6 separate regions of the Mus musculus genome follow, and regions 1, 3, 4, 5 and 6 are each linked to region 2. The links are chromatin contacts, called in public Hi-C, HiChIP or PLAC-seq and promoter capture Hi-C maps. All regions are on one chromosome and are shown on one strand. The core of a region is the stretch at or near the end of the contact, and the rest is flanking DNA. Distances in the headings are between cores, read along the strand shown.

The links. Promoter capture Hi-C pulls out the DNA fragments that hold promoters and counts their contacts. Hi-C and Micro-C count contacts between places; a contact is called where the count stands out from the background. HiChIP or PLAC-seq counts read pairs in DNA pulled down with a chosen protein or histone mark.
Region 1: a contact with region 2 is called in a Hi-C map of muscle stem cells, with 4 times the contacts expected there. The contact joins the promoter of Aqp8 here to the enhancer-like site in region 2. A contact is called at or near these places in 8 of 39 promoter capture datasets (the 3T3-L1 cell line, the HPC-7 cell line, HPC-7-derived erythroid cells and 4 more), 38 of 484 Hi-C or Micro-C datasets (B cells, the Ba/F3 cell line, the C2C12 cell line and 20 more), 4 of 115 datasets of contacts at active chromatin or transcription factors (cardiomyocytes, embryonic basal ganglia, embryonic midbrain and 1 more) and 1 of 9 other capture datasets (liver).
Region 3: a contact with region 2 is called in an H3K4me3 HiChIP or PLAC-seq map of bone marrow-derived macrophages, with 4 times the contacts expected there. The contact joins the promoter of Dctn5 here to the enhancer-like site in region 2. A contact is called at or near these places in 1 of 39 promoter capture datasets (hippocampal neurons), 1 of 484 Hi-C or Micro-C datasets (CD4 T cells), 6 of 115 datasets of contacts at active chromatin or transcription factors (astrocytes, bone marrow-derived macrophages, large pre-B cells and 3 more) and 2 of 9 other capture datasets (adipose tissue and liver).
Region 4: a contact with region 2 is called in a Hi-C map of Th1 cells, with 5 times the contacts expected there. The contact joins two enhancer-like sites. A contact is called at or near these places in 9 of 484 Hi-C or Micro-C datasets (CD4 T cells, Th1 cells, bone marrow-derived macrophages and 6 more), 7 of 115 datasets of contacts at active chromatin or transcription factors (embryonic basal ganglia, embryonic stem cells, kidney and 3 more) and 1 of 9 other capture datasets (embryonic stem cells).
Region 5: an H3K27ac HiChIP or PLAC-seq map of T-cell acute lymphoblastic leukemia shows a contact between it and region 2, with 4 times the contacts expected there. The contact joins the promoter of Prkcb here to the enhancer-like site in region 2. A contact is called at or near these places in 10 of 39 promoter capture datasets (cranial neural crest, embryonic stem cells, hippocampal neurons and 5 more), 6 of 484 Hi-C or Micro-C datasets (CD4 T cells, CD8 T cells, Th1 cells and 3 more), 20 of 115 datasets of contacts at active chromatin or transcription factors (the 230-238 cell line, T-cell acute lymphoblastic leukemia, bone marrow-derived macrophages and 11 more) and 4 of 9 other capture datasets (adipose tissue, embryonic stem cells, liver and 1 more).
Region 6: a contact with region 2 is called in a promoter capture Hi-C map of liver, with 2.7 times the contacts expected there. The contact joins the promoter of Gga2 here to the enhancer-like site in region 2. A contact is called at or near these places in 3 of 39 promoter capture datasets (hippocampal neurons and liver), 1 of 484 Hi-C or Micro-C datasets (double positive thymocytes), 2 of 115 datasets of contacts at active chromatin or transcription factors (bone marrow-derived macrophages and large pre-B cells) and 1 of 9 other capture datasets (liver).

Annotation. Positions count from the first base shown.
Region 1 is chr7:123,460,960-123,463,659 of GRCm38.p6, reverse strand. It overlaps Aqp8 (aquaporin 8), which reads right to left and starts at 1,366. Exons shown (of 6, transcript NM_001109045.1): 1 at 1,202-1,366; 2 at 842-1,086. The coding sequence starts at 1,213.
Region 2 is chr7:122,939,151-122,941,850 of GRCm38.p6, reverse strand. It overlaps Gm39083 (a long non-coding RNA gene), which reads right to left. Exons shown (of 3, transcript XR_869924.1): 2 at 1,947-1,995; 3 at 1,493-1,772. Among named protein-coding and RNA genes, the nearest start is that of Gm39083, 4.7 kb to the right of the region's middle. Within about 2 kb of position 1,345, at least 130 of the 459 cell types and tissues checked have an H3K27ac peak or open chromatin away from gene starts, as enhancers often do. A contact at or near this core is called in the 230-238 cell line, B cells, CD8 T cells and 22 more, where this site is marked.
Region 3 is chr7:122,131,666-122,134,365 of GRCm38.p6, reverse strand. It overlaps Dctn5 (dynactin 5), which reads right to left and starts at 1,325. Exons shown (of 6, transcript NM_021608.3): 1 at 1,185-1,325; 2 at 129-197. The coding sequence starts at 1,232. It overlaps Palb2 (partner and localizer of BRCA2), which reads left to right and starts at 1,420. Exons shown (of 13, transcript NM_001081238.2): 1 at 1,420-1,646. The coding sequence starts at 1,599.
Region 4 is chr7:122,250,569-122,253,268 of GRCm38.p6, reverse strand. No RefSeq gene overlaps it. Among named protein-coding and RNA genes, the nearest start is that of Gm29903, 7.7 kb to the right of the region's middle. Within about 2 kb of position 1,403, at least 73 of the 459 cell types and tissues checked have an H3K27ac peak or open chromatin away from gene starts, as enhancers often do. A contact at or near this core is called in Th1 cells, bone marrow-derived macrophages, memory CD8 T cells and 3 more, where this site is marked.
Region 5 is chr7:122,287,834-122,290,533 of GRCm38.p6, reverse strand. It overlaps Prkcb (protein kinase C, beta), which reads right to left and starts at 1,409. Exons shown (of 17, transcript NM_008855.2): 1 at 1,017-1,409; 2 at 1-21. The coding sequence starts at 1,189.
Region 6 is chr7:122,019,896-122,022,595 of GRCm38.p6, reverse strand. Gga2 (golgi associated, gamma adaptin ear containing, ARF binding protein 2) reads left to right here and starts at 1,398. Exons shown (of 17, transcript NM_028758.2): 1 at 1,398-1,607. The coding sequence starts at 1,508.

The sequences.
Region 1 (2,700 bases), core at 117-2,616, 520 kb before region 2:
AGAAGGTCATGTGCCTTTCACCCTGCCCAGAACTCCTGCACCCCCACCCACCCATTTAAAGAGATAATAAACTGTCCATTGTTTCTTCCCAGAGGGCAGTAACTCAATGTCCTCACTCAGATCTGATTTCGAGTGAGATAGAGAACAGCCCTATCCCAGTCCCCCTGTCAGATGACCCAATCGGAATGTCTACCATTACAGCTGGCTCTTCTGGGAAACAGCCCACCTCCCATCAACCCATTCTACTGGGCTCCTACCCAGATAAAAAACCAAGGGATGGTCATTTTTCTGCCTCTAAAAAACAAAACAAAACAAAACACTCTTGTCAGGTTGAAGCCCCTGCACTTTCTGTGCATCGCAGTGGACAAAAACCCGGCGCTTTGCTTTTTCCAATTCACTCCCAAAGAGTAGCAGCAACAGTAGTGAATACTGAGCACCCCACGATCCCATCTCCCCAAGACAATCCCTCGGCTTTGGACACTAAGCCAGACAGCTTGAATTTGACTCCTGGCTCCACCACCTGGTAGCAAATACCTCATCTCAGTGATGTGGACTTTTCTCTTTTGCAAATATAAAACGGGAAATAACAGAACCTATTTCTTAAGTTTGTCACTAGAATCAAATATCTGAATCATGCTCAGTATAGAGCAGAGGCAATAGCTAGCAATGGGTATATGTTGGCTCGAAGCTAACTTTAACATGTAGTAACAGTATGACTCCTATTTAATAGTCTTCACAGACTGCAGAGCTAGATGACCCACCCCCACGTTTGTAAGACCATAAGTGGGTGCCCAAGAATTCCCCAGATTGGCACTAAGCTAATGATGAGGTCTGGTCTCACCTGATGTTCCCCAAGGTAGCAATGATGAGCCCCAAGGCCAGCCCATGAGCCAAGGCAGGCTGCAGGAGCCCAGTATTCGGACTATTCTCAATGACCGATAGACATCCGATGAAGATGAAGAGAGCGGAGCCCACAAGTTCCACTATACATGGTTGTACGTATTGCTCATACCAGAACACACGGCATCTGCCAGCCATGCTGGTCTTCACCTTGACCTCAGGTAGGTCCATACTACACATTGGTGTCTGCCGTAGGGGGAAAAAAAGACAGGAAACATGGGTGGCAGAGGCCCCAAGACAAAAGCCCCCACCCCCAGCCTTGACCAAATCCTTAGTGCCCTTGCCCAGGCAACAGACTCACCTCCCCAGACATCTGCTCAAGAAGATCCGAGCCAGAGCTACCAGGAGCTTCGCCGGCTGCCCTAGATTGTACTCACTTATCTCTAGGTCACAGACTGGAGGTAGAGTCTAGCGGACTCTGCGCTTTTAAAGGACTGGGGACATTCACCAAAGGTGTCCAGAAAGCAATAAAGCCCGAATGGGAGGTGGCCCAGAAGAGTCAACTTTTTTTTTCTAATCTCAACAGGGCAAGGGCCACGTGGGATCAATGATTGCTGGGCTTAGTGCCAGCAACAGGAAAGGCGTGGTTAGCTTGTATCATGTGCATGAGTGCTCAGGCCTGAGGAAGGTCCCAGCAGGAGACACTGCACACTCAGTAACAGCCAGCTCCGCTACCATTGACATTCCACCATCCTCGTGGGTCTCTTTCCCACCCAGGACCTTTTCCACAAATACCCTGATCACCTGACCCAGCGAGTGTGTGAGCTGATGATGGCTGCTGGCTGCCTAAGGCAGTAGGGACAATATGGCACTGTTGTGTATGGTAAAGCTGGTGGACTTTGGAAACCTGGGGATGAGTAGGAGTAGGACCTACGGGCTTACCTACCCAAAGCCAGGGAACCACCAGTGAGATGCACCCCTCTGCTCACACTGCCTGCACTGACACCCCAGCTCAGCTTGTACAAGCCAAGAGCTAACCACGCAATTGAGTGCCACTGAGCTCGAGTCACTTTCACTGTTTCATCGGCAAATGACAGCGACTGAGCTAATGGCATGGCATCCTTACAGGGCTTCAATGAGTGAAGAAATGAAAAGGACTCAAGGTAGCTCCAGATACAGTACAAAAATGCCAGAGTCCATGAACTCAGAATATATGTGTAAGCCCCTCATGGCGTGCGAGTGGCCAGGCCCTGCCCCTGAGGATCTCCAACTGCTATAATCACCACTCAGGTGGCCCAGCTCCGCCCTACAGAGTAAAAAGCCCAAGATCAGGATTTGAAGTCCCACTAATCCCCACCCTGGAAAGTTCTACCCTGGAAAGTTCTGTTCCCCTACCCCTAAGCCCAAAATAAAGCCTGTCTTCTGCTCAGTTCTCTGCCGCTTCTTGTCTGAGCAGAGGTAGCCACCCTCCTGGGTTTTTCCCTTCTAATAAATCTCTTGTATGAAATTTGTCATGCAGAATGGCTTTGTGGTATCCCTTGGCTCCCAACTGCCAGGAAACCTTTCCCTTCAAAGCTATAAAACTTACAGCGGGGGGGGGGGGACACCCCATGAGCTATACCAGTTCCCCTTCCCCACAGACCTGTAATACCCATATAGACACCCACGGGCAAGAGTTCATATGTATTAACGTCCACCAACCTTAGAATGCACACTCGGATGTTACAGTGCCAGCAGCTGGCTAAGAGCCTTGCATACATTGCCTCAGGTTCACCTGGAGAACACTCCATGAGGAGGGTCCAATCTTTACAGCATGCCGCAGAAGAAAAAGCACTTTTTCACGATGACAAAGCCTAAGAT
Region 2 (2,700 bases), core at 96-2,595:
AGGGTTTTCTTTGTAAAGAATTCAGTTACTCGGGGGCTCTTCTCATTCCATGTGAGTTTTAGAGTCAAGTTTCCCACATTTGTCAAAAAAAAAGTTGTGGAGGGGCTGGTGTGACGGCCCAGTGGGTACTCTGCTTGTTCAGCAAGCGTGAAGGCTGGGGTTTGGACTCCCCCAGCACACACATCAATACCACATGGGCTTGATGACCAGTTTATAACCCCAGCACTGGGGAGTCCCCAGAGCAGGCAAGTCCGGGGTCAAGTGAGACACTGCCTGGATTGAGGAGCTGGAGAGTGACTGGCACCCGTTCTATGTGCACCAACGAATGCACGTGCCTCTGTACAGGTGAGAAAAACACACTCACAGTCCACTCACACAAATATGTACAGAAAAAGGTTGTTGGGCTTTTTGTACCTATTGCATGCTTGGGTAGCCCTGTCGTGTTTTCTGTTTCACTAATGCCAGCCTTGTTTAATTTATCTCACTGACATATTAGAGTTTTCAGTGGCCGATTTTCATACCTCCTGGGTTAAATTTGTTCCAAAGTGTTGTATTCAATTTGATGCTATTATAAGTGGAATTGTTTTCCTAATTGAGTTTTCAGGTTACCCGGTGCTGATGTATGGAAACACAGCTGACTGCGTTTGTGTGTCCTGCTGCTACCGCGTACACTTGCTGAATTTATTAGCACTAATAGTTTCTGTGGTGTGGGAATTTGCAGGATTTCCTACAGCGAGGTCACTAATGTCTAAAAATGATGATACATTTATGTAAATGAATTATTTATTCCAGCTAGCCCGAATAAAAGGTACAAAATCCTGATAATTTACAAGCTCTAAGCCCAGATTGGGCAGGCTGTGAGCTATTCTAACTTAAATCCCAGTCAAATGTCCCTTGTTCCTTGCTGTTTGAGTCTCAGTCCCGGATATCTCTGTCCCATCCGCCTGTCCTCAGGCTCCACCTCCCTCATGGCAACCTTCCCCTCTCTCTACCTCCTTTCTCCTCCTCCTTCTGGTCTCTCCTGAAACCCCTCACTCGATCCTCAAGTCCTGCTTGTCTCTCTATTGCCCAGTCACAGGCTCTAGCCTTTTATTAATCAAATAATATTAAAGTAGGGAGCAAGGTTTACATAGAGTAAAAAAAAAAGTTTACTTGTTGAATGTGAGGATCTGCTTGCCTTGGGCAACTAGATCTTGGGGGTAGTATTTAACATTTAAAAGCCTACCAGCCTCAGACCAACCCCCGACACATTTACACTTTCGCTTTCAGTCGGATGCTATGAGTGGTAGAACAAGAGAGGCTCAGATGAATAGCAATTGCAGGAGCTGGTGTGCTTATCCTTTGACTGCTAAACATCCTGCTGGGTGTGGTATTCACGAAGGTTGGTCCCGTGCTTTGTACCAATCAGAAAGAGCTCGTGGAGTTTCCCCTCTGTTAACGTCTTGCGTTGCATTTTAGTTTTTGGTTTTTAAGGAGGTCAGAAATTAAGATTTAACCGTTTCCTCTTGCCTTTCCCTGCTGACAATTGAGTCGCCTGATGCAGTTAGGGTTAGAAATTTCATGGCCTCGATCAAATGAGATACCAGGAATCCTTCATGGCGCTGCTGCTTTCTGATGTGGCAAAGTAGGGTAGGTATATTGACAGTGGCTGGAGGTGGGCTGAAGCCAAGGAGACCCTGGAAAGTTCCCACACAGACAGCCATCTTCTACCTCCTTCCTGTGACCAGGAAGGAATTCAAGAGAAGACTATAGATCTCCTTTGGTTTAGGTTGCTGAAAGGACAAATTAAAGACATCTTTAAAACTAATTGCATCATCATCATCATCATCACCATCATCATCATCTGTGTGTGTGTGTGTGTGTGTGTGTGTTAATCCAAAGAACCACTACTATGGGACAGAGACACGGAGGCACCAGGAGGGAGAGAGGCCCATTAGGAAGGTTACCGAGCAGGTCATTGTTGGGGCAACTGGGTTCCAAACACCACAGAGAAACCTGGGGAGAAAGTAAGGAAAATGCCGTTCAGAGTTGTCTTGTATACAACTATATCTACATCTATGTCTCTATAGGGAGGTGTTGACACAATGGCTGCTTTTATTATAGACTGGTTTTATTTTATTTATTATTACCACTACTCTCTCTCTCTCTGTGTGTGTGTGTGTGTGTGTGTGTGTGTGTGTGTGTGTGTGTGTGTGCGTGAGAGAGAGAGAGAGAGAGAGAGAGAGAGAGAGAGAATATCTCATGGAAGTGCTGAGATTACAGATGTGAGCCACTGTATCTAGTTTTCTGAGTTCTAGGGATTGAGTCCAGGCTGTGTGGCAGGTACTTTTACACACTAAACTAAACCACCAGTTAATGACTCTTTTAAGACATGTTTTAAAGAAGCTAATCGTTTAAGACAGTATAACAAATAAGGGTTTCAAGACATTTTCATACGGATGTGGCATTATACTTCACTGTATTTTATTTCCCACCCCCAGTTCCTTCCTGTCTGCGGCTGGTTCCCTTTCTTTCACTAGGAAGCCCCCACTTCTGCTTTGTTCATGCCTTTTCATGGCTGAAACACATTGGATCATGACAGTACCTTATTAACCCTTGAAGATAGATATTGGACTTGTCTTTACCTTTTTTTTTTAGATTTATTTATTTATTATATGGAAGTACATTATAGCTGTCTTCAGACACTCCAGAAGAGGGAGT
Region 3 (2,700 bases), core at 76-2,575, 810 kb after region 2:
AAAAACAAAAACAAAGAGAGAGAACTGGAAATGACAAATTGGAGACAGCACTATCCCATATACCCTGCTGATACAGTGACTAGCTGAAGGCATAAGGGTAACCTCCTGAAGCTGCCTGTGCCCTTTACCTTGCCATTGAGGACGATGTTCTGGCTTCCACACAAAACAGACTGGCGACTAACTTTGTTCCCAGATGCCTAAAAGCAAACAGAAATCTGGAGTGAAAAAACAGAGGATTTCTGGACTACAGTTTCCATCATGAAAGCTCACATTGAGGAGAAAATTACTTCAAATGAAGGGCAGTCTAAAAATGAATGAGGCCTGAATGTATACTGCACCCCTACTGTCCCAGCTCTGGGTGGGGTGACTGTGAATTTGGGGTTAGACTAAACTATGAAGTGAGACTCCATCACCAAACAAACAAACAAAAACAAACTGGAGAAGGAATGCACTGGGGGGGGGGGGGGAAGGCTGTGGGCACGGCTCCGTGATAAGAGCACTCAGGAACTGAATCCAATCTATCAAAAGAGCAAGGGTAGATCAGGAACTGAGAGCTCAAGAAATGAATTCAGGATCGGTATCTAATGAGCGGTCTAATGACTGATGTGCATTCAGACCCCACTTCCATATTACGGTTTCATAGCCTTCAGTGAGGAAAATTACTTTTCCATGATCACAGACACACAGAAAAAATAATGATAGTAACCCTAACGGGGGCAGTTTACATATGTTGTATTATGAGTTGACGAATAGAAACAATAACGTCTTAGCACGTAAGCAGACTGTGAAATATTATTTTTAAAAAGGGCCCGGAGTCTGAAAATGTAATTTATATACAGAATGAATAGGCTGTACTGTGTATTCCTCTGGAAGACATTATTTAACAGGAAACTCAGGCGTGTGTATATGCACACACATAGATATATATGCATAGAAACTCTCCCACATCCACACTTTCCTCCCCCGCTACACAGCACACCCACACACACGAGATGAAGGAGAAGAGAGCCTAATGCATGCATGCACCGACTAAATAACAATCAGATGAAACACGAAGCATCTCTAAGTCATCCAAGGAAGGGACTGAGGGAACGGGAACCAGTGCAGCCGGGACGGGAGGGGCGACCGTCCAGTCCTCGAGGGTCCCGTGACTGCCAGCGGCGGCAGGGTCGCCACACGCGCACCGTCTCGATGTACTCCGACTTGTTGTACAGCAGTTCGCCCAACTCCATGGCTTCCCCCTCTCTGAACCTCAGGATCCTGTCAGTAGCTCAGGCAGACGGTGATTCCAGCTACTTCCGGTTGATCGGCCACTTCCGCTATCCCCGCCCTGGACTCTCATTCGACTCTCCTCTAGTCAAGCCTGCTCGATCGCTCGGCAGTCTCCAGCTGCGCGTGCGCAGAGCGAACAGAGGTTTTAATTGGCCAGAGCGGCTAGCGCGCGGAACCTGTGTGGCTCGGCAGGAACATAGTGGGGGTGAACTAGGTCCCCGTTCTTCCCAGGGGTTCCTCTTGGCCCTAGGAAGCCCTGGCTGGGTCCCCGTGACCACAGGCCCGAGGCTGGAGACGGCTGCTCCTTGCGTTCGGCTTCCAACCCGATGGAAGAGCTTTCCGGGAAGCCCCTCAGCTATGCGGAGAAGGAAAAGGTGCCCGGGTTGCGGGAAGGGTGACCCAGGGCTTTAGGCTGGGTTTTCAAACCTAGTTCCTGTATCCGAGGCAGTGTCCTCCTACCTACAGCCTCCACGAGAAGTCACTGAGACGAGCGCGCTGCTCGGGTGGCGAAGCTTAAAATGCAGACGAGCCAAACCCATCTTCTAGTGGCACTGCATAAATATTAGGTGTAAAACTACATATAGGTAAACCTAGAGGCCCTCTTCTCTCCCACTCCACTCCGGCCCCGTCACATAAATCTTTCACGTCACGTCAACAGCCTTATATATATACATTTTCGTGTTTGTCTGTTAGGGCTTGACCTCCAAAATAGGTTTACATTGGAGAAGGGGATGGTTATAACGTGTACTCTGGTTGGTTCTGCAGCTGGTGTTCTCCATGTTTAAGACCCACGTTGGAACAAGATGAGGGGAAGAAAATAATATAAATATTACATATAATGAACAGGTGTTGTGTGTGTGCATACAAATTTAGTGTAGTAGTTAGAAGGAGCTCTCATTTCTTTCAGGCTCAGAATATTATTCTCCTGCAAGACTTAAATATTACTTCCATGTTCTTGTGCTTTCTGTGCAAAATTAGAATTCACATTAATTTGTCTTCCTATCCTGTCTTACCTTCTAAGGGTGGTAAAGATCATTTACAAATAAACAAGATAACTCCTACTTACTGATAAGATTGAGGACAAGATAACAGGTTAAGATCAGAATTACTCATGTTGTGGTGGCCCATGACCATAATTTGGTTGCTACTTAATAACTGCAGTTTGCTGCTATTATGAATCAAAATATATATGATATGAAACCTCTGTGTGTGTGGGGGGGGTGTTAAATGGAGCAGTTATAAATGGCAGCATCCTGGAGGAACTGCTTATTCTCTGTTCAGTTTGCATATCTCAAAGGAGGATGATTATATAATAGAATCTATTTGTTAGGGTTATTGTGAGTGCTAATTGAGTCATTGGACATTAAAGTCACAAAATTCCCTAGGACTAACTGAAGCACATTATGAAAGTATCTGCCATTTTTATTA
Region 4 (2,700 bases), core at 154-2,653, 690 kb after region 2:
TGATGCAAAGGATACTGGGAAGGCGACTCTCAGGAAAGGAAATACAGCTTATAGACACAAGAGAAAGCTCCATCCCACACACAATTAAGGCAATGTAAATTAAAACCATAATGAGGAACTATTTTCTCCTACCAGACGGACAGCGGATGCTCAGGTAGGCTGTGAGCAACTACTTGTACATCAGAAAACAGCACCTCCCACTAGTCAGGTGCGCATCCTGCCCAGCAACTGGCCCATCTGAACTTCAGGCCCACTTGCTGTGCTGCCTGGACCTTTGCAAACAGGTCTCTGAAGTGAGCACCCTGACGCTCTGAAGAAAACATTCTTGGCTTTAACTGGCCGTCAGAGTGTAACTCCACACAGTAGGACTGCACCTCACTGCCTGCCCTTAGCCATTTGAAAGCACTTTGTCTCCATTGCCATGTAGAGAGGCAGAGGCCTCACTACCGACCTCTCCCTTATCCCTACATCAATTTTACTGGGTATTATTACTAATGATGGTAGCCAGCCAGGAAATGTTTGCTGAGAATCTGCACACAGTTAGCCTTTTTCTGACTTCTAATAGTCCCAGTGGTGGTGGGAGGGGGGTGGCGGTTGTGTGCTTTGGGTTTGTTTGTTTGACTTTTATGTTTTGCTTTATTTTTAAGACAGAGTCTTTCTGCATAGCCCAGGCTGGACTTAAGCTCCCGATTTCCCTACCTCAGCTGCCCGAATGCCAGGATGACAGGTGTGCACCACCATGCCCACACACTTTGTTATTTTTCCTTTTTTGAAATTTGCCTATATGACTTGAAGTAATGCATTTAGTAGATCTCTATCCACAGACATCATAATTCATACTAGTTCTGGGTTTTTTTAAATTCTGTGGTTTTTGCAAATCATAAAAACTTACTCTAACTAGCCTAAAGAGCAGGTGTTAGAAGAATGACTATGGTGTGGGTTCTAGGGTACAGTAAAAAATCCAAAGGGACTGAACGACTGTGAATCTGCACAAAGGCAGCAGTTGAAGGGGCTCACATGCTCCTTCCAGTCTATGTTTCCGGCCCCTCCTGTCAAAACCCTGAGGTCCACTATGGTCAAGGGGGTGGGGCACTAGCCTGTCTGCTGTTGAAGCAGTTGCAGGAAAACATGGGTTTCTGGGCAGTCATCTCTGTACTCCTATGATGCAAACGTTAATTGTTCTCCATCAGAATACTTGAGAATGGATTCAAGGTCTGATTGAAGGAAAGGCAGGTGGCCTGTCTCCGATATTATCCACGACAGAGTGCGGGGAACTGGAGATCAGACTGCCTTAGCTCTGAGGGCCTAGTTCTCTTTTCCTTAAGCAATCGGGAAGTCTCTTGCCTCTCTTCTCCCCCTAGCGGGAGGAGAGGTGGTGGCGGTGACGTTTGCCGGGTGTGAGTGGGATGCTATGAAGGTGGAGTGGAGGTGGAGATGTTTGGGGGATGGTTTCAGGTGGTAGTGGTGTTTGAGAGTATTGGAGGTAGTATAAGGTGGGGTGGGGATGGAGTGGTATTTGAAGGGTGGTTTTAGCTTGGGGAATTAACCTGCCGACAGTTTGTCTTGAGATTCTTTTCCTATTTTGTGCACAGAAGTCCCGCTCTGCCCCCTGGTGGAAGCCACCCGAAACTACAAGGAGAAAACGACTTCAGGCCTCTTCTGAGGCAGCCCTTGCTTGCCTTGTTAGATTGTTTCTAGCTATTTTGTTGCGGGCTTTGCCTTAATAGCTCACCTACCTCAGGCCAAGTTCCAGGCCTGCTACCTGTCCTTGACGCTCTAGCACACGCGCAGACTTCCGAGGGCTGCTTTAAGGGCCACAGATAGAATCGCTTTAAAAACAAAGGCAGGGGTTGTAGGGTTGGCTTTGTGGTTAAGAGCATGTATTGCTCTTCCGGAGAACCTAAACTCATCCGTGACAGGTGGCTCACAACCACCTGACTCTAGCTCCAGGGTAGTTGGCACCTCTAGCCTCTGAGAGCATCTACACGCCCACACACGTAATTTAAAATAAATAAAAATTTAAAACCCACCAAAGTATATAATCTTTCAGTTCTGGAAGGAAACTGTCTGAAGCACTCACTGGGCCATATTCCTTCCAATGCCCATAGAGGAGCCCTTCCTTCCCTCTCTGTAGCCTCAAGACATCTAAGCAACCTTCTCTTGGTCGTGAATGTATTGCTCCAGTCCTCTGCCTTCACAGGATCTGCCTTCTCTCTGCATCTCTTCATCCCTCTGTGCCTGTCTCTTTGTCTCCAATTCCTGTTTTCTAAGCAGTACAATACCCTATTATTGGATAAGGATCCACCTGCTCATTAGACGTCATTTAAAGGCTGGGATTAGAAAGCCAACGTGCACTAAGATGAAACGTATCATACTTGGTTGATACCGGTAACTGTGAATTAGACTGTGCACCACTGGTTCCTGATTTGAACATCTGGTCCCCACATAGTGGCTCTGCTTTGTGAGATTATGGAATCTTCAGGAGATGTGGCCTAGCTGGAAGAGCTAAGCCACTAGAGCCTAGCCCATGAAAGTTAGAGTCTAGACCCTGGGTTCACCACTCTCTCCGCTTCCTGGTCCTCAGGAATATGAACTGCTTCCTCTTTATGCTCCCATGGCAACCATGCCTTCCTATTACAATGGACTGAAATTCTAAAATCATAAGCCAAAATAAACATTTCCTCCATTAAGCTAAGTTGC
Region 5 (2,700 bases), core at 160-2,659, 650 kb after region 2:
AATCCCTGCTTCCCGAAGCCCCTGTAAAAGCACAAGAGGGAGTATCAGTCTGAGGGGTCCAGTTACCAGCTAGTTTCACACAGTCGCCCTCTCCCTTCCCACTGTCCCTCTACCCCAGGGGCAACCTCCTAGCTACAGCCTGGTCTCCAAGGTGTCTTCCACCTTGGATGGGATTGGGAGGTACACTACCGGAGCTTGGCAGTAACCCCCACCTCACATCTCCCCTGCAGTACAGAGGCGACCACGACCACCAGGTGGCAGGATGCGAGGGTGCATTTCCGCCCGGGTGGGGGCGGAAGGCGGGCTGGATATTTGCCCAAGGAGATGCCGGGAGTACCCTCAAGGAAAGAGAAAAGGACCTGTCTAGGGGGAGGATGATAGGGACTTCACCACGGTGGTAACACCTGAGGGGCTAGGGGGCGGGGGGAAGGTCCCCCCATGCTTGGAGGGGCAGAGGGAAGAAAGGGGCCCTGCAGCGACTTGAGGGTGAGAACCAAGGAATGAAAGGGGTGCTCAAGACTCTGGAGGCGAAGTAAGAGATAACCCAGGGCACTGCTCTAGGGACGCAGAGGGAAGGATGCTCCACGCCCCGGGGAAGTAGAGGACACCCCAGAGAGCTGCCCCGGAAAGGAGGGGTGAGGGTGAGAGCTCCTCGAGCCCGGAAGGAGGCAGAAAGATCGGGAACCTCAGGCGAGAAAGACACCCGCGGAGCTGCCCTGCCGAGGAGGGACAGCCACACTGAGCCCTGAGCCAGGTGTCGAAAAGGCGCCTGCAGCGCTGTCCCTAGGCGCTCGGGCGACAGAGTGCAAGAGGGCAGAAGGCGCCTGGCGGCCAGCCGTCTGGGAGCAGAGAACCCAGCACCTGAGGGACTGGCCATCCGGGAGCGCAGGGCATAAGGGTCCAGCGGGATGGGGGTGATCACACGGCTCCTCCCCCCGGGGGCAACAACAGGGGTCCCCATGCGTGTCGCTGCCCTCTAGGGCCCCAGGCAGGTGGCCCGCGCGGCGCACTCTCACCAGATGAAGTCGGTGCAGTGGCTGCAGAAGGTGGGCTGCTTGAAGAAGCGGGCGGTGAATTTGTGGTTCTTCACCTCGTGCACGTTCTTCTGCCGGAGGGCGCCTTTGCGGGCGAAGCGCACTGTGCTCTCCTCGCCCTCGCTCGGCGGCGGCCCCGCAGCCGGGTCAGCCATCTTGCGCGCGCGGGGACTGGGGGGAGCCCCGAGAGGTGGCGGCCCCGGGGCGGCGGGACCGCGGGGCTGCAAGCCCGGAAAGGCGCGGGACTAGGCGGCCGCTGCTGCCGCCCGGGGACCGCAGGGCCGCGCTGCCCCTTCGCGCCGGCTCTGGCGGCGGCCGCGCGCGCGTAGCTGGGCTGTCACTCGCCCAGCTGCTGCCGCTGGTCCAGCTGTGCTTGGCACCGCTGGCCCCAGCTGCGGGGGAGGGAGGCGGAGCCCCAGTGTAACCCCGCCTCCCTCATTTGCATGAAACCCAGGCCCCGCCCAGAGCCGCCAGCTGCTTTACATATCGGCACCACCAGTACCACCAGCAGAGACACACACAGACACACACACACACATACACGTACACCGCAACCCGCAGGCCTCCCAGCCAAGTGTTCTTAGCCGCAGCGCTGCGGCGCGAGGACCGCAGTCTGCGCTGGACAGATCTGAGCCGCGCCCCTGGCACCCTGTCCTAGGCCCTGGGGTGCGTTAAGATGAGCACCTCGGTTGATCCAGCAATGACCAAACGCCTAAGGACCCAAGGGGCTCAAGGAGATGAGGGTTGAACAGGCTGGAAGCAGCCAGTTTCACCTTGGCCTCTGCAGAGACTGGTACCCAGCACCCTCCATCCATCATCCCATTGGTCATTCGGCATGCGTCTCCTGGAGGGATGGGCTTTCATTGTCACTCATCCGGAAAGGCCTGTGGCCACACACACACACACACACACACACCAAGGTCTGCAGAGGTAGGGGAGGACTATACATATATGCATATGTATATATGTATATATCCACCACAAAGACTTGTCTCCACTTGCTCGAACACTTAGAACTCTCTCCACAAAAAGACAGTTTCCCCAACCCCAAAATGGCTGGGCTAATGATGACAGGAGACAAATTTAATAAATGAGCGTTTCCCTACATTTCATTCACTTTTGTCCCTTCTGGTCATACTTGTGCAGTCTGTTAAAACAAAAGTCTATGTGATTGGAAATACCTAGGTTTGTGTGGGTTAAGATCTCCCCAGGTGCTGTCCTCACACCTGGGGCCTTCTTGTATTTGTTAGGAGAGATTTCAAATGTTCAGGGAACATTAATATCCAACGCCATACTCCCCTTGATGCCACTTGAAGGATGGGAAGATAACCAATGATACGACATTGCATGTTATATAAGGCACTGCATCTAAATCTCCCTCTGGTGTGATGCTCTACAGCCTGGGGATGAAAAATGGCATCTGACCGAACTCTTCCACACGTCCCCGGCATTGTTAATGACACCTTCATGTCTCCTGGTGTTGAGTTTAGCATCTGACAGCTCCTACAAGCCCAGTGAGCACTGCTTGAGTAAGTAACAGAATGGAAGAAGGTTACCTGTACCATGCATGACCTGTAAATGTGCAAAAATTAAAACTAAACATACAGGGTGTCAGGGAGGCTTGTGCACTGTCTCATTCGGTCACAACCATAACCTGTATAGACCA
Region 6 (2,700 bases), core at 149-2,648, 920 kb after region 2:
TACCCCTGACTGTCCCCACTATTTATGTGTCCATTCAACAGATACTTACTGGTATGCCAAGCCCCATTTGGTATGCTGGTGGTCCAGGTCTATGCAAATTAAAATCCTTCTGTGTGTGTGTGTGTGTGTGTATGTACTGGGGTGTGACATTGAGGGTGGGGAATGATAGGGACAGTGTGGAAGGATCTGGTGCTTCAGAGGGACCTCGTGCGCAGTCTTGACTGCCTTCCAGGCTAAGGCCTCCTTCAGTCTTAGCAGAGTTGTTAGTAGTAGATCATTGACAGCAATGGCAAAATTATGCTGGCCTCTAGACATGCATATTAATCCTGTCCACTGGACAGACCTCTTTCTCCACTGGCTGGAGCCAGTCTTATGCCCATTTGCATGTTTGTCTCAACAGTCCTTTATTTTTACATAGATTTTTCTCTTTGGCTTTTCTTGTGGACATATTAATACAACATCTACTTGATTCCTTCATTTAAGTTCAAGAGTTAAATAAAGGAAAATATTTCATGTTAGGCTGGCATGGTAGCTCACACCTGTAGTTCCAGCTTTTGGGAGGTTGAGGCAAAAGGATTTTACTACAGGTTTTTAGGATCTTAGCTTTTATCATTCAAAGGCCATCTTGGACTAATGAGTATGAGAAACCCTTTCTCAAAAGCAAAAACAAAAACCATAACAACAAAGCTGTACTGGTAGTACATTCTTGTAATCAAGTTTGTACCACAGTGGCAGGATGACCAAGAATTCTGGGTCCTCCTCAGCTATGCAGTGATCAAAGCCAGCTGGTTACATGAGACCTTAACTCAAAACAGTTAGAAAAAGGTATGTTTATATATAATTAATGTGTTCACTTTTTAGGGTATGAGAATCACGACCTGTTTTTTATTTCTTTTTTTTGGGGGGGGATGGGTGTTCGAGACAGGGTTTCTCTGTGTAGCCTTGACTGTCCTGGAACTCATTTTGTAGACCAGGCTGGCCTCAAACTCAGAGATCCGCCTGCCTCTGACCTGTTTTTTTGAGAAAAGTATCTTTTCATAAAAATAACTGTTTTATGAATTATGATGCAATGTGTCATCAAAAAAAAGTGTGTCAGAAACCCGAATGGAAGATACATACTCGGAGAAGACCCTAATAAAAATGCTGAAAGAATGATTCTTTATCTGAAATTCAGATTTAGCCAGGCGTCCAGTATCTTTTCTGGGAACCCTGCTTCTGAAGAAGAGGGGACAATCAATACCTAACTAGCTTGGCTTTTGACCTTTCAAGTGGTCTTGCACAAAAAAAAAAAAAAAAAAAAAAAAAAAAGACCTCGTGAGTTGGAGGTGGCCGGGAGGAGGTGCGTGGGGGCGGGACAGGGCCCAGAAATGGGCGTGTCCAATAGGGCCCGCCCCGTCACGTGCCTCTCAGTGTCTGCCGCGTCGGCAGCTGGAGCGAAGGCTAGGCGGCGGCGGTGGCTGCAGCTTTTGGGCAGGAGTGACTGCGGCCGCAGCGCTGGGCTGGGCAGATGGCAGCGACGGCAGTGGCAGCGGGGACCGGATCCCCGGCAGGGACCGAGTCGGCGGAGGGCGGCCCTGGGGCAGCGGCGGCGCTGGAGCTGTGGCTCAGTGAGTAGCATCGCGCCACACGTGATCCTGCTTCCCGCCGCCCTGGTTGTCCTCCGCGGCGGGAGGGGGCCTCTAGACTCACCCAGGGGATTCTGGGGACCTCAGACCACGCCATGGCTCAGTGGCCGGGCGGCACCACTTAACAGCTGGAGCGCGAATGCTTAGCGATCTCTTGTGCCAAGCACTGTGCAGAAAGCGTTTCAGCCATTGTTAGTCTGGTCGCAGGACCGAGAGTACCTGGGTTTACTAACCCGTGCGGGCGATGCAGCTTTTTTGCAGATCATTGAGTCTAAGAGCTTAAGTGGCTGCTACCTTTAAGAGCAAAACCAGCTTTTATGCCTCGGTGCATATTTACTCTGGCCAGACTTAATTGTTCCTTGTCTTAGCTTAACGGTGATCTCTGGGGGTGCGGTTCTAAAGGTTCTCTCTTTATCTGAGGAATTGAGGTTCAGAGAGAATAAAGAATCCACCCCTTGGGTGGGCTCCACTACGTGCTGGGTGCACTGAGATGGTAACACTGGGACATTGCTCACAAAGACATGTTCATTGGCTACTGGCTACCAGAACAGCACCTTCTCAACAGAAGCTGGAGGAGGGGCGCTTGTTGAACGTAGTTAGGGGCTGTTTTGTTTACCTGGGGCTTGTCATAGCTGGTATACAGTGTGTGGACAATGGAGGAGGCCATATTCCAGACAGGAAACTGCAAAAACTCAGGATGAGAATGTACAACATTCTGGGAGCGAGTAGGCCTGTTGGCCAGGAGTGCAAAGCTTAAAGCTCAGAGAATCCAGAAAAGAGACCTCAGACTAATTTGCTAATGAAGTAAGACGCGTGAGCGCCGCAGAAGGGACTGCATTATTTAAACATTTTTATTACATGTTGTGTATTTGGGGTGGGGCGTGCTGCTCCTGGCTCGTGGAGAACAGAGAACAACTGGGGAAGGGGTCAGGGTGTCGTTTCTCTCCTTAGGCTCTTCTGTGGGTTCCAGGGCTCGAACTCAGGCCACAAGGCTTGGTCACAGGCACCTTTATCTTCTGAGTCATTGCAGGCCTATAGCTTTCTATTTCAACATGTAGGAGAAGCTGTTGGAGAC